2 separate regions of the Rattus norvegicus genome follow, and region 2 is linked to region 1. A link is a contact called in public Hi-C data. All regions are on one chromosome and are shown on one strand. Each heading gives the region's core, a stretch centred on a gene start, on an enhancer-like site or on the middle of the called end of the contact. The rest is flanking DNA. Distances are from core to core; before and after follow the strand shown. Region 1 holds the start of Mcmbp (minichromosome maintenance complex binding protein). Region 2 holds the start of Ate1 (arginyltransferase 1).

The links. A called contact is a pair of places that touch in the nucleus more often than the background predicts.
Region 2: a contact with region 1 is called in a Hi-C map of liver, with 6 times the contacts expected there. The contact joins the promoter of Ate1 here to the promoter of Mcmbp in region 1. A contact is called at or near these places in 3 of 12 Hi-C or Micro-C datasets (kidney and liver).

Annotation. Positions count from the first base shown.
Region 1 is chr1:192,743,361-192,749,896 of GRCr8, forward strand. It overlaps Mcmbp (minichromosome maintenance complex binding protein), which reads right to left and starts at 4,021. Exons shown (of 16, transcript NM_001039608.2): 1 at 3,682-4,021. The coding sequence starts at 3,739.
Region 2 is chr1:194,508,446-194,514,981 of GRCr8, forward strand. Ate1 (arginyltransferase 1) reads right to left here and starts at 2,296. Exons shown (of 12, transcript NM_001398757.1): 1 at 2,097-2,296. The coding sequence starts at 2,202.

The DNA of each region.
Region 1 (6,536 bases), core at 2,771-5,270:
CACACCAGAGGCAGAGGCAGAGGCAAGTGGATAGATGTAAGTTTGAGGCCAGCCTGGTCTCCATAGTGAGATCCTGTCTTAAAAAAATAGAAAAATCAAACAAAAGGAGTTTCATTCAACGGGAGAACATATAATAACTAACTTAGCAGATCTGTATTGGCCTTGTAACCACATGTTAGTTCTTATTTATAGCTTAAATACTCACACATTTTGCCATGGCTGTTCAATTCAGGTTTCTTTGAAAACCTCCTCAATGGCCATGACTGTCCTACACAACAACCCTCATGGCCATCAGAGGTAGCTAATCATGAGATGACAGTAGATTTTCTACCCCTAGAATTTGGGATGAGGTATGTGCTGGCACTGAGGACAAGTGAGTTTGATACGGAAGAGAAAAACTGCAAGTTAACACACAGAGCCGAGTGTCCTCCTGCTTCTCTTAGTCCTAGAACGCAGTTCCTCAAAACACCCAGGCCCTTTCCCTGGGCTCTAGTCTTACCATAAATTACTCTTTAGCACCTATCAAGAGCCGGGCAGTAGGTGAAGAGCTCCACACTGGGTGCACACAAGACAGTGGACTGATGACAAGAACAGAGCAGCTTCCGCTGATCTCATTACTGCTTTGAACTTTTGAAAACACTAGTGATTAGTCTCAGACTTCCTCCTTCAGACGCTGGCCAGCCTCATCCATTAGAATGAACCAAGGAACCCAACTAAGCCAAAACTGAAACACCTAAAATGAAGAGGCAGCTGTTACAAGCTACCTGGAATCAAGAGCAGTTACGTGGCCAGTGGGACGGCTGAGTGAGAGAGCGAGCGAGCAGGCGTGTGTGTGTGTGTGTGTGTGTGTGTGTGTGTGTGTGTGTGTGTGTGTGTGTGTGTGTTGTTTGTTATGGGTACGACTAGTGGCCCATCTCCTACTGGTGGTCCCAGCTACTTAGAAGCTAAAGGAGGGTCACTTGAACCCAGGAAGTGGTGGATGCCAGCCTAGGTAAAATGACAAGAGCTTAAGTCAAAGTGGGTAGTAATTCAAATTATTCATATGGGGTGGGGGTAAGCACAGTGAGACGTGGATGTGAGCCCAGCACTTGGAAAGTAGGGGCATGTTTGATTAGGGAGCTGGAGGCCAACCTGAGCCACATCAAACAGTCTCAGCCAAACAAGGAAACAAACGAAAATAAGAGGAAAATTAAGAGTAAAAAGTGTATCCTAGCACCCACAGGAAAAGAGCTCACAAGGGCCTATAACTTCTGGTATCCAAGGGCCCCTGTCCATGTCCATGTATCCTCAGAGAAAAGCACAAGTAGATATAAAAACACCTCAGAAGACATACCGATGAAAGCCAGAAGAGACAGTACATGCCTGTAATCCCAGAATTTAGAGGCTCAAGCCCAGCCTGGGCTATACAGTGTACAGGGCATCAGAGGAGGAAAAAGGTGTAGGTCAGGTACTGAGGTCATAACATACTCAGGTCAACACAACTACAGTGATATTTACTAGTAATCTCCACACACCAAGAGGCTGAGGTGGAAAATGGAGAATTCAAGGGCAACCTGGGGTTACTTATAAAATTAAAACCCAAACAGGGAAAGTCTCTAGAAGCAGCCGGAAGCCACTGGTTGTAGCATATAAGTGCAAGAGACTTGGAAGCTGTTGCAGAAGTCTAAAACATGACTACAAGGTCCTGGGCTATGGCAGCAGTGTTGAAGATGAAGATATCTGACAGGGTCAAGAGATATTTAATATCTGAAGCCGATGCAACACTTGGAGGGACGCTTGGTGTGGAGCCAGTAAGACCATCTTCAGGGATGGACTATGTACCTGCCTGCCTGTACTGGGTTCAATCCCCAGTACCAAAACCGAAAATCAAACACAGACCAAAGTCTCCAACTTTTCATACAGCAACTTCAATACTCTTATCATAAAGGTGCCCAACGGAATGACAGCCACAGGAAAACACAGTGGAAATACAGAGCAGGGCAGATTACACTTAAGAGCCATTCAGAGGGCAACAATGACCTTTCCACAACATTCCACAAGATTTAGAAAATACTACAGTACTTGTAATCAAGTTCTGTGTTTTCCTGTACAATAAAGAGGTGTGATACCTTAGGATCACACTTAAGGAACGAAACGCGACAACGATATATCCAATCTGTATTGCATTTAAAACCACGTCATTCCTACAGCAAGACCAGGGTACTGGGATATTTCTCACAAATGGAGATTCTGGCTGGGCAAGTGGCACAGGCACACTCCAAAGGATGAGGCAGGAGGACTTCCATGAGACCAGATCAGGTTAGAGATCTGCCTCAAAGTAAAGGATAAGGAATTCTGGGGGTCGGTCATTGGAACTTTACCCTGTAAGTCCCAAACCTTTAACTACGGGGAGCTTTTCCTTCGAATGTATCTACACATTTGCACTTTCAGCCAGTCCAGAACTGAATCTTGGCTGGGCTAATCTGTTATTAGTCTCAACTGTTGACTGCAGTATTCTGAACTTCAATTACTAGCACTTGGTGAAGGGACATAGGACCCTTTTTCTCTTTTTAGAGACAGAGCTGTCTTCCAGGTGACAGAATGACAGGTAAGCTGCTTATACACACACACCCCTTGAAAACCACCCTAGATTGCTAGGTATGGATCTAGCTTCTCTCCACCTGCACTACACTCAGACCATCATCAGGCCAGGCATGCATTCTACTACTGAGCTATAATATCCCAAGCCCATGTTTTACTCTTTCGTGGGCTTGCACATCCCTGCTCCTCTTTATCAGACTGTGTGTTCACTGGCTATAATCTTAAGGTCTACCCAGTCCTTTTATCTACCGGGTTTAGTTTCACCCTGGGAAACTACCTGAGTAGTTAGAATTCTAGGTAAAATGAATCGGATCCTGTGGGAGCATTAGTACAGAAAACACATTCCACGGAGACTGGTGGCTCCGGCCAGTCATTAAGCGCACCGAAATCAGGGATTCGAATGGGAATTGGAGGTCCAGTAAAGCAAAAAAAAAAAAAAAAAAAAAAAAAAAAAAAGTAACCATGACAATTACAACTAAAATTTACTCAGCTTGCCTACAGCACTCTCGGCTCTCGTTCTGTATCAACTCATCTAAGTAGCTGAGCATTTCTAGCTAGCCCTGGTACAGGAACTAATAACAGAGCTGACGGGTTTTTAAGTCAACAGAGCAGGGGTAAAAAATGAAGCATTCTCTCGGATGTCAAGGGAGACGTGGAAACAGAATGAACTTCTGTGCGAAGGATCCAGCACTCCCCTACACACACCCCGGAAGTTTTGAAATATCCCGCAGGCTCCCACAGGCAGTGGCTTCTCTTCGCGACCGCTCTGAGGGCCCTCCGTGGGCAAGGGGACCTCTCGTGTCTGCAGGACCCGGGCTAGGTAGGCCACCAGCCGGGAGCCAGGCCGTCAATCACTGCCAGCGCTCGCAGCTGGGTCCACGCCGCCAGCGAGCCAGAGCCCGGCAGCGGGCAGGTGACGGGAGGTGGTGGCACCTGCGTCCGCGGCCCGAGTCCGCTGCTTCTGCTTGGCTGCCAGGCCCGGGGCCACGCGAGCCCTCGGCAGTGATTCTCCCGGACCGCCGTCCCGAGTGTGGCCGCGCGGCAGGCCTGGTCCCGCAAACTCCGCTCCCCTCCCGGCCCTGCTCGCCACGCGCCACTCACCGAAGAAGCCTTGCACGATCCCGAGCGGGTGGCTCAGCCAGTCTTCTCCACAGGGCATGGCGCTGAGGGCTGGGGCCAGCGCGGCCCGCGCGGCGCTTCTCTGCCGGGCGAGCGCGCTCGGAGCCCGGCTTCTCCTCGGGGGCTCAGCCGCTCCTCGTCCGCGCCCTCCCACGCGCCGGGCGTCGCGAGCCACGGGCCTCCGCGCGTCTCAAGGAGAGGTGGTTGCGGCGACGGTGACGAGTGTCTCAGAGCTGCTGTCCAGCGACCGGAGGAGGGGAGATCGTCCCAGCCTCCACTTCTCACAATGGCGGGAAATCGCGGCCACCGACCGCGCTACCAGAGACCTGGGTGGAGCTCAAGAAGGAGGGGCGGCGGGAGCGTGCTGCGCACTCCCGGAGGGGAGGGAGTGGGCGGGGCGGGCGGCCATTTTGGAGACGGGTAGAGATAGGGCAATCCCGGGGCCGCCATCTTGGAGACGGGCAGAGGAAGGCTACTGTGCTTGAGTATAGTGGTCACCGTGTTCGCGCGTTGGAGGCAAACTCCATCAGGGTGCCTCATTGGCTCAAAGTTTGAGACCTTGCACACGGACCAAAAGCCACAAGTTCAGCCAACCTCAAGAGTCATCTCTGAGCAAAATTAGGGGTTGAAACGCCATTCGGTGTCTGATCATCGGATCTCTTTGTGACTCTGGTGGTAGAACTCTTCTAAGGTGCCCTGCACAAAATCCTGTAAAAGAACTTGCCCCCAGCTCAGTGAGTTCTTCCTGAACGATTTAATCAAGGAGGCTTTGTAGCCTTGTGGGCTTCTCAATATGGCCAAGGAGCTGGCAAGCACTCAGAACTTTCTCCTAGCCCAGCCTTTAGTTTCTAACCTCAAAAACACCCAGAGCCCTTCTGCTTCCAACCTGACAACTAGGGAGCTATGGCAAGATACCTGTACAGCATACAGATCAGAATACTCTTACAGGGCGACGCAGAAGGGCAGCTCCACTGTAACCTGTAGTCTAGAGAACTTAGGAACTGTCAAGTTTTCATAAAGAAGACATTTTCCCTGTGTATGGGATGTACCTCAGAAAACCCTGGTTTCACCATCTATACCTACTTGGCTTTAAAAAGGTAGCGGTGATCTGAATAGCATCTAGATAGCTGAAGAATAAGAACTTCTCAGTGGCAGAGCACTTGCCTGGTATGCCAGAGGCACCTGGATTTAATCCCTAGCAAGGGATAAAAGAGGGAGAGATGGCAATAGATGAACAGAGGCAGCTTTGACTGAACCCAGGAATCTCTAGGGCAGAAGGGAAAGGGTACCAAACCTGCCCCTCTGCCTTTCTTGGTCCCCTGGAATGAACTTATCTTTAAATTATAGCATTTGGGATATAGGCAAGGAAGGTCAGGAGTTCACAGACAGCCTTGGCCACATACCCAATTTGAGGCCAGCCTGAGCTACATAGGACCCTGTCTCAAAAGCAAACAAACAAATAAATAAATATTAAGAGCCAAGCAGTGGTGGCACACACCTTTAATCCTAGGACGCAGGAGGCAGAGGCAGGTGAATCTGAGTTTGATGCCAGCCTGGTCTATAGAGTGAGTTTTAGGACAGCCAGGGCTACACAGAGATACCCTGTCTTGAAAAAAAAAATTAAGTTCATGAACATGTGTGCCACAAGTTTATGAACAACTGGGAAAAAGTAATTTAATATCTTAGAATTCGAGGTTATACAGCAATCATCCACAAAGAACAATAACATTGTAGAGAAATGACAGAAGAAGGTAGTTCTTAGTTCCCAAAGGCAACAAGTTGCAGGAAATCAAAACATGAGAGTTTCATGGTTAACATAGTATATAAAATCTTATATAAGTTCTTCCAGGTGATTAGCTTCTGTCTTTTCTGGTAGAAAGGGAGGGAGGAAGCCTTGAAACCCTATATCCTGCTTTTGTACAAACAGTGGGAAGGCAGGAGATTTTCTTATATGTGGTTCTGTTCAGTTGCCTTCGCTCAAGATAATCTTTATGCCAAAGTAGCATGATTTGGAATGACACCCTGGTTTGCTTTGGGATGAAAGAGGTAATTTGGACTTGGCATTTCAATCTGACTTTACGTCTGGCTTTGTGAGTTGAGAAAGCTAACAAGGCTAGGACAATGTAGTTGTTTCAATGAGAATAGTCCCCATAGGCTCAAATGTTTGAATACTTGATTCCCAGTTGGTAGAACTGTTCAGGAAGGATTAAAAGGTGTGGCTTGTTGGGGGGGGGGGAGATGTGTCATGGCGGCAGACTTAGCTTCAGAAACCTCCCACCACTCCCAGTGTGCACTCTCTGCCTTCTGTTTTCAGATCATGAGATGTCAGCTGTTCTGTCACCAGGCCTTTGCCCTGCCATCATAGACTCTAACCCTGTAAAATCATAAACCCAATTAAAATCTTTGTAAGTTTTCTTGTCATAGTATTGTATCACAACAGAAGAAAAGTAACTATGAGAGATGGTATTTCCACTTTATTCATCCATTCTTTCAGTAGAGAAAGTAGCCATGTTCTTGGAATTGAATGAGGGAAATTTCGTATTTTAGCTCTGTGCCTTATAATATACAAATTAAATCTATGTGCTGAGATTCTATCTATCTATCTATCTATCTATCTATCTATCTATCTATCTATCATCTATCCCAGGTTTCCTTGGAACTGACTATGTAGCCCAGGCTGAGCTACATCTCCAGTGCCCATCAATGGATCCTTAATTGAGAAGAGTGTAGTCATGAAGGGACCTGATTAGAAGAAGGTCACTCAGAGCATCCCCTTAAAAGGTATATCTCATTCTGTGCCCTTTTCTGTCCTTTTTCTCTTCTTGATAATTAGGTTT
Region 2 (6,536 bases), core at 1,046-3,545, 1.8 Mb after region 1:
CATTAATCACCAATTTTAAAAATGCCACAAAGACAGGCCAATGGGAAGGAGGCATTTTCTCAGCTGAGGGAGGTTTCCTCTTCCCAGATGACTCTAGCTTGTGTCAAGCTGACAAAAAACTAACCACAAGAAGGTATGTTAGTTCTAATACTTGGTATGCACAATATGTACAACACACGCCCGACCCTTAGCAATAGGGCAAACATATAGAAATACTCATTTGAAATAAATAAACTGACAGTAAATCAGATCACAAGGGAACAAGGTGATGATGACAGAGCCTCTGAGATTATCAATACAGTGAAATAACTATAACAGTATAGGTGGAGGGGATAAAAATGATGGGGATTAACATGTAAAGGACATACCTGAACTAAAGTTTAAGAAGACAGGGATTTTTTTTCCTTCTTTAGGAAACTGTATCAGCTATATATAGGAACGTGCATTATAGAAGGGCATGCAGGAAGGAAGAAAATGGTATCAGAGTCCAGTAAAATGTCAGTATACCAGTTCTACAACCTATGCTTCCGTTCCTGCCTCAGGGTTCCTGCCTCCACTTCCTGCCCTGACTTCTCTTCTTAATGGAGTGTAAGCTCTAAGATGAATAAGCCCTTTCCTCCCCAAACTGCATTTGATCATGGTGTGTATCACGGCAATATAAAACAAACAAATAACCACTTCAAAAGAGAGTCACTCACTGACACCAACAAGTTATTCTGGGTCTCAAATGAATCCTCTGTAGTTGTGAGGCCAGTCAGACACAATAGTTCCTACAATAGGAATAACAGTCACCCAACAGAAAGCTGCCTTACAGTAAAGATTAAAATTGAAATGTTGGGGATCTATATTTATTTTTCTAGATGATAAAACTGCTTTTCAACAAATCTTGAAACACAAACATTTACACTGGCCAATTTTCTCTAATGCAATTACTGGGGAGGGAAAGGGGGTGAGATAAGTCCTCCCTTTTAAAGTATTAGTTTCAGTCACATTTATTGGCAAATATTATAGTCAGAATATAAAAATTCTGAAAAAGAATAGTACCTCATGAGATCATTCAAAGGCAGCCACTGTCATTACTCGATGTGCTTTCTTGGCCTTATTTGGGCTTTATTCCTCTCAGTTTGTCACGTGTACCATCTGCATCCTGTTTATTTTATTTAATCCTACGCTCCAAGCATTTTTCTACTTAACTGGTCTTCCTAATCGGTACGTTCTGTAACGGTCTACCCAAGACCGCAGTTCACATAATAATATACCTCCCCCTAATAAACTTTTAATGCATCCATAAACCAGCATACCGTGCTCAGCCGAATCATTCCCTGCTTAACTCTTTCAAAATGGACAAATGTCTAACCTAAATCTATATTTTCATAGTTACCTTGTTTTTCACCTGCAGGGTTATTCTAAATCGTTCATCCTAGATTCTGTACTTGCCAATCATGACACGACAGACACTAAGTACATATTCGATTTACAAACAAATCTTTCTTAAGAAACCTGAATCCTAGCCCGGTGGTGGTGGCACACAACTTTAATCCCAGCCCTCCAGAGGCAGGGGCAGGCGGATCTCTGAATTCCAGGCCAGCCTGGTCTACAGAGCGAGTTCCACAACAGCCAGAGATGCACAGAGAAAGCCTGTCTCGGAAAGCCAGAAAAAAAAAAAATTACAAAGAAAAGAAACCTAAATCCTGACCACTTTGGTTGGGGTCTTCGAGGTGGGTTGGCACAATGACATGGTATAAATCCGTGATTTAAATATATATATATATAATATTCTTATCAAAATATCAAGCAGACCCCGGTTTCCAGTCAGTTCTCCCAGACACGTTATCCAGAATGACAGTGAACAGGTGTGCATGCACACGCCCCTCTGCACAGGCAGCAGGAGGCCTCGGCGGCCGCGAGGATGAATAAAGGGCAGCCGTCAGCTCCAAGGAGCCTCCCAATCTCCCTTCCCATCTCCAAACTAGCAGCCGTTTGCCCAGGGAGTAAGGGTGTAGGACAACCCGGTTCTTATCGACGCTCCCCAGGCTACGGCCACCTAAGTCTCTCGCAGACCCCGAAGCACCCGCCCGCCGGTCCGGCTCGCTCACCATGGGAGCGACTGCCAAAGTTGCTCTTGCAATAGCCACACTGGAAGGAGGTCTGGCCCTCAAAATACTCTACAAGGCTGGGCGAAGGCGCGCTCCAGGAAGCCATCTCCTCGGCACCGCCGCCGCTGCGCCACCCAGTTCTACGCAGCTGCCGCTATCTCCCTCCGCCTTTGCCTCCCACCCCACAATGCAGCGCGCGCGCCTCCGAAGATCGCGCGAAGCCACTCGAGCGTTCGCGGACCGGAAGGACCTGACACCCTACGTGATTGACGCCGCCCGCGCCATGTTGACTGAGGGCAGCTTTCCGCTATTTCCGTTCTTCCTCGGTGAGGGGCGGCTACCCTCTGTGAGGGTGAGGGCGGGAAGACCGGGATGGGAAGGAAGCAGGCTGAGGAGAGACCAATAGGACCAGGAAGCTGGAGTCGGGTGACCAACGGCTTAAACCCCGTGCTAGAGACCTGCTAGGACGGAGCAAAATCCTGGCTGGAGCCGGCCACGGGCATCTGGACGACGGGACACTCACCGCACGACGCCTTGCCCTCCCTGGACTCGCAATAGCCGCAGTAGTAGCCGGCCTTCAGCCCTTTGTATTCCACCACCGAGGCCATGGCCGCCGCTGTAGGTTTGAGGACCGGCCACGCCTCTCAGCGCGGGGAACCCGGGCGGGAGAGCCGAGAGCGCGGGGGTTGCCGGGTTCGCGGCTCTCCGCCCGATCCCAGGACCGTCCTCTGGCCGCCAGCCTGGGTTACAGGGTGCGTCTCTGAACCGTGTGTTAAGTGCCCAGCAGTTCACTTGCTCAATCAACAGCAATCCCTATCATTGACGCAAAGTATCAGCCTCGTTTATAGATAGGGAAACTGAGGCTCCAGGTTGTGATTTAGTCATTTTCTGCGCTCTCTGGTTGAAGATTAACTTCTGCGACTGCGACTGCGCCTGACCACCACCTGTAAGCAATGGTGAGCTGGAGCTGGCTTGATAGTGAGGTTTCTAGAATCGAAACACCTCTTAGCTACAGCAAAATGCCCATTAACGAAGTGCTACTTTTATCTGCTAAGGGATTTTTAAGTATCACTCAAAAAAAAAAAAATCTTTGAACTCTTCAGGCCGAACATGTACATAGATTGAATTCATTCCATGGATCTCCAATTTGCAACCAGTTTTAAAGAGCATGTTTCAGGGAATAAGGGTGTGAGGTAAAGTGTAAATATGAATGCATACTTCCACCAAGGTAATATTCCTTAGCTTTTCCCTCTGGGTACACAGACGTTTAAATCTGTCTGGCATAATTTCCATAGTCGACAATAAGGTTAATTCCTCTTTGCAATGTCTAGAAAGTGCAATCAGGAAACAAACTTTTTTTTTTAATTATGTTTGTGGGTGTTTAGCCTGCATGTAGACATGTGTACCAGCTTCATCCAATGCTGGAGGAATCCAGAAGGCATTGTAGACCCTGAGACCCCGACTGGCAGACAGTTCTGAGCCACCATGTAAGATGAAACATGGTGCTGGGAACCAAACTCTGTGTCTTCTGCAAGATCATCGAGTGCTCTTAACCACTGAGCCATCTCTTCCGCCAGTGAACAAACTTATTTTTCCACTGTTAATGAAGCCCAGGATGACCTAGAACTCTGGACCCTCCTGCCTCAGGCTCCACTGTACTGAAATCCCAGGTGTGCACCACTGTACCTGGCTAAATATATAAACTTTTAAAAGAAATGTCAATGTTTTTTGACTCTAAGGTTTTCTGTGCTAAAGATGTATCTAGTCAAGTTTAAAGGTTCATGACCTGGTGACCTACATTGCTCATAGTGTTGTTTAAGAACCTAACAGGTGACCTTGCAATACAGAGGATACCTTGTTGCAGCTCCAGTGCCCATATTTTTATATGCTTCATCTGTTTCATTTTTTATAGCAAAAATCAATGGATTGACCCCCCAAAATAAGTTTGCACTACATAGAAGGTAGAAAGAAAGGCATTTTGACCTTAACCAACCCACACCCCAGAAATGATCTCACTTTCTTTAAAGATTTTTATTTTTGTGAACGATTGTTTTGCTTGTATGTATGTGCACACCAGTTTGTGCCTGGTGCTAGAAGAATCCACAAGATGGCATGGGACCCCTTGGAACTGGAATTACAAGCAGTTGTGCTCTGCCTTGTCGACACTGGGAAATATATCCCAGCCCCCTGCCATAGCAGCAAGTGCTCTTAGCTATGGAGCTGTGTCTTCAGCCCTTCCTTTCATTTTTTTCCCCTTGAGGATAAGGTCTTACTATGCAGTCCTGGCTATCCTGGAACTCACTATGTAGGCCAGACATGCCTCAAACTCAGAAAGATGTGCCTGCCTCAGATCAAAAGGTGCTTCGATCAAAGGAATGCACCACCACGACCAGTACTGGTTTCACTTTTTTTTTTTTTAATTCTTTTTTTTTTTAAAAGACTTTATTTATGTCCCATTACAAATGGTTGTGAGCCACCATGTGGTTGCTGGGAATTGAACTCAGGACCTCTGGAAGAGCAGTCAGTGCTCAACCCCCTGGTTTCACTTTTCTTGACTTGTTATCCATCGTCAACCACTGACCAAAATTAAAGTGTATAATATTCTAAAATGAACAAATCAGAAGTTTTAAGCTAGGCGTCCTTCTGTGGCAGGTGATGTTCCTACCTGCCTGGCACATGATTCATCTGTCCCACAGTTCCATGCTGTATAACACCTCCCAGCAGTTACTCTCCACTATTGACTGTCAGTGTATTGCAATCTCTGTAGCCCTTATTTACCAACTGACATCAAAGCATAAGAATAGTGATGCTGGCATTTGGAGCATGCCAAAAATCAGCCAGAAATTGCTTCTTTTAAGAGAAAAAGTGAAAACAAAACTCTACACTTAGTAAGAAAAAAATTCTTTACTGAGGTTGCTAAGATACAGTGCAATAAGACATCTTCAGAGAACTGAAGCAGGGGGATCACAAATTGGGAGCCAGCCTGAGCTACAGAGCTACCGTGACTCAAAACGATATTTAGTTTTTCATAGACTGGACTCACACACTTTGTTATTATGGTACATTGTTGTTATGTTCCTGTCATTGTTAATCTTTTATTATGCCTAATTTATACATTAAACTTGATCATAGATATGCATAGTTTGGGGAGGAAAACAACATATATAGGATTCAGTACTGTCTACAGTTGCAGATATGCACGGGGTATCTTGAAATAATAATATAGATATAAAAAGATAAAAGGAAGCTACTGTACTCTCACTTTGCCTCAGCCTGAGCCAGTGTGCTGGAGGATGTTCCAACCTTGGACAATAATGAGAATGTCCAGAGTCCTTGGGCATGTATGTTAATTCACCTTGTATTACAGCAGCATGGCCAGGTGACGTCGTCGGGCAGAAAGGCTGACGAACTTGCTGAATGCCATGCAACATGACATACAGAAGGGATGAACGGTAGTAAAAAGAAAAATGCCTTTCATCCTAGCACTGCAGAGGCAGATTGGATCACTGTAAATTTGACGTCTGATCTATATAGTGAGTTCCAGTCAGCCAGGGTTATACAATGAGACCCTGTCTGGGGAAAACAAAGCCATAATACATAGTAGGTGTAGACCTATGTAAAACAATGGTTCCTGGGTGGCTAAATTTTGCTAAAAGCCAAAGACTTGTTTCTATTCTAGGCCAGATGAGAGAAGGGAAAAGCCAAGTGTCAATGCATTTGTTTCTCTCTATTAAAGGAGCAATACAGACTTGTCTTTGTTTTTGTTTTTCTTACTGAACAGAATGAAGCTGATAACACTGCTCAGTTTCAGTAACTCAGTAACACTGGTCCGGAAAGCACCAAGCACTGGTAATGTGCAGGGTTTCTGTGCGGGACTAGCAGGCCCACACAGTGCAATTACAGGGAGGGAAGCGAGACATTCTCCTTTCCCTCCAAAGGATTCTGTGAGAGAACGGAAGTTAAGGCAGAGAACAATGGGTTTGAGGCCAATATAACTTGAGGGCAGAGAAGGGAGCCCTGCAGGGGACAGTGGCATAGTGAAGAAGAACACTAGTGGCAGGAAAATCCTGGAAGATGTGTTCCTCAGGAGACCTAGACTGGACTCCATCTTGTCAAGACCTGGCTGCTCAACCTGTCACATACTAGCTATATGAGACTACTGAGCACCTAACGTGTAGCTTATATCACTGAGGAACAAAATTAGTTAACAGGTACCAAGCAGGGAAATGGCTGATGAGGTGACTCAGAAAGTAAGGGCATTTACTTCCAAGTCTGATCATCCACACGTCATCCTGGGACCCACGTGGTAGAAGAGAACTGCTGTTTACACATCCTCCCCTCCCACTACAGTAAAAAGGCACTCCACACATATACTGAAACTGCAGAAAATAATGAAATCAGAAAGGGAAAGAATTCCCTTCCGAAGCCATGGAAACAGGA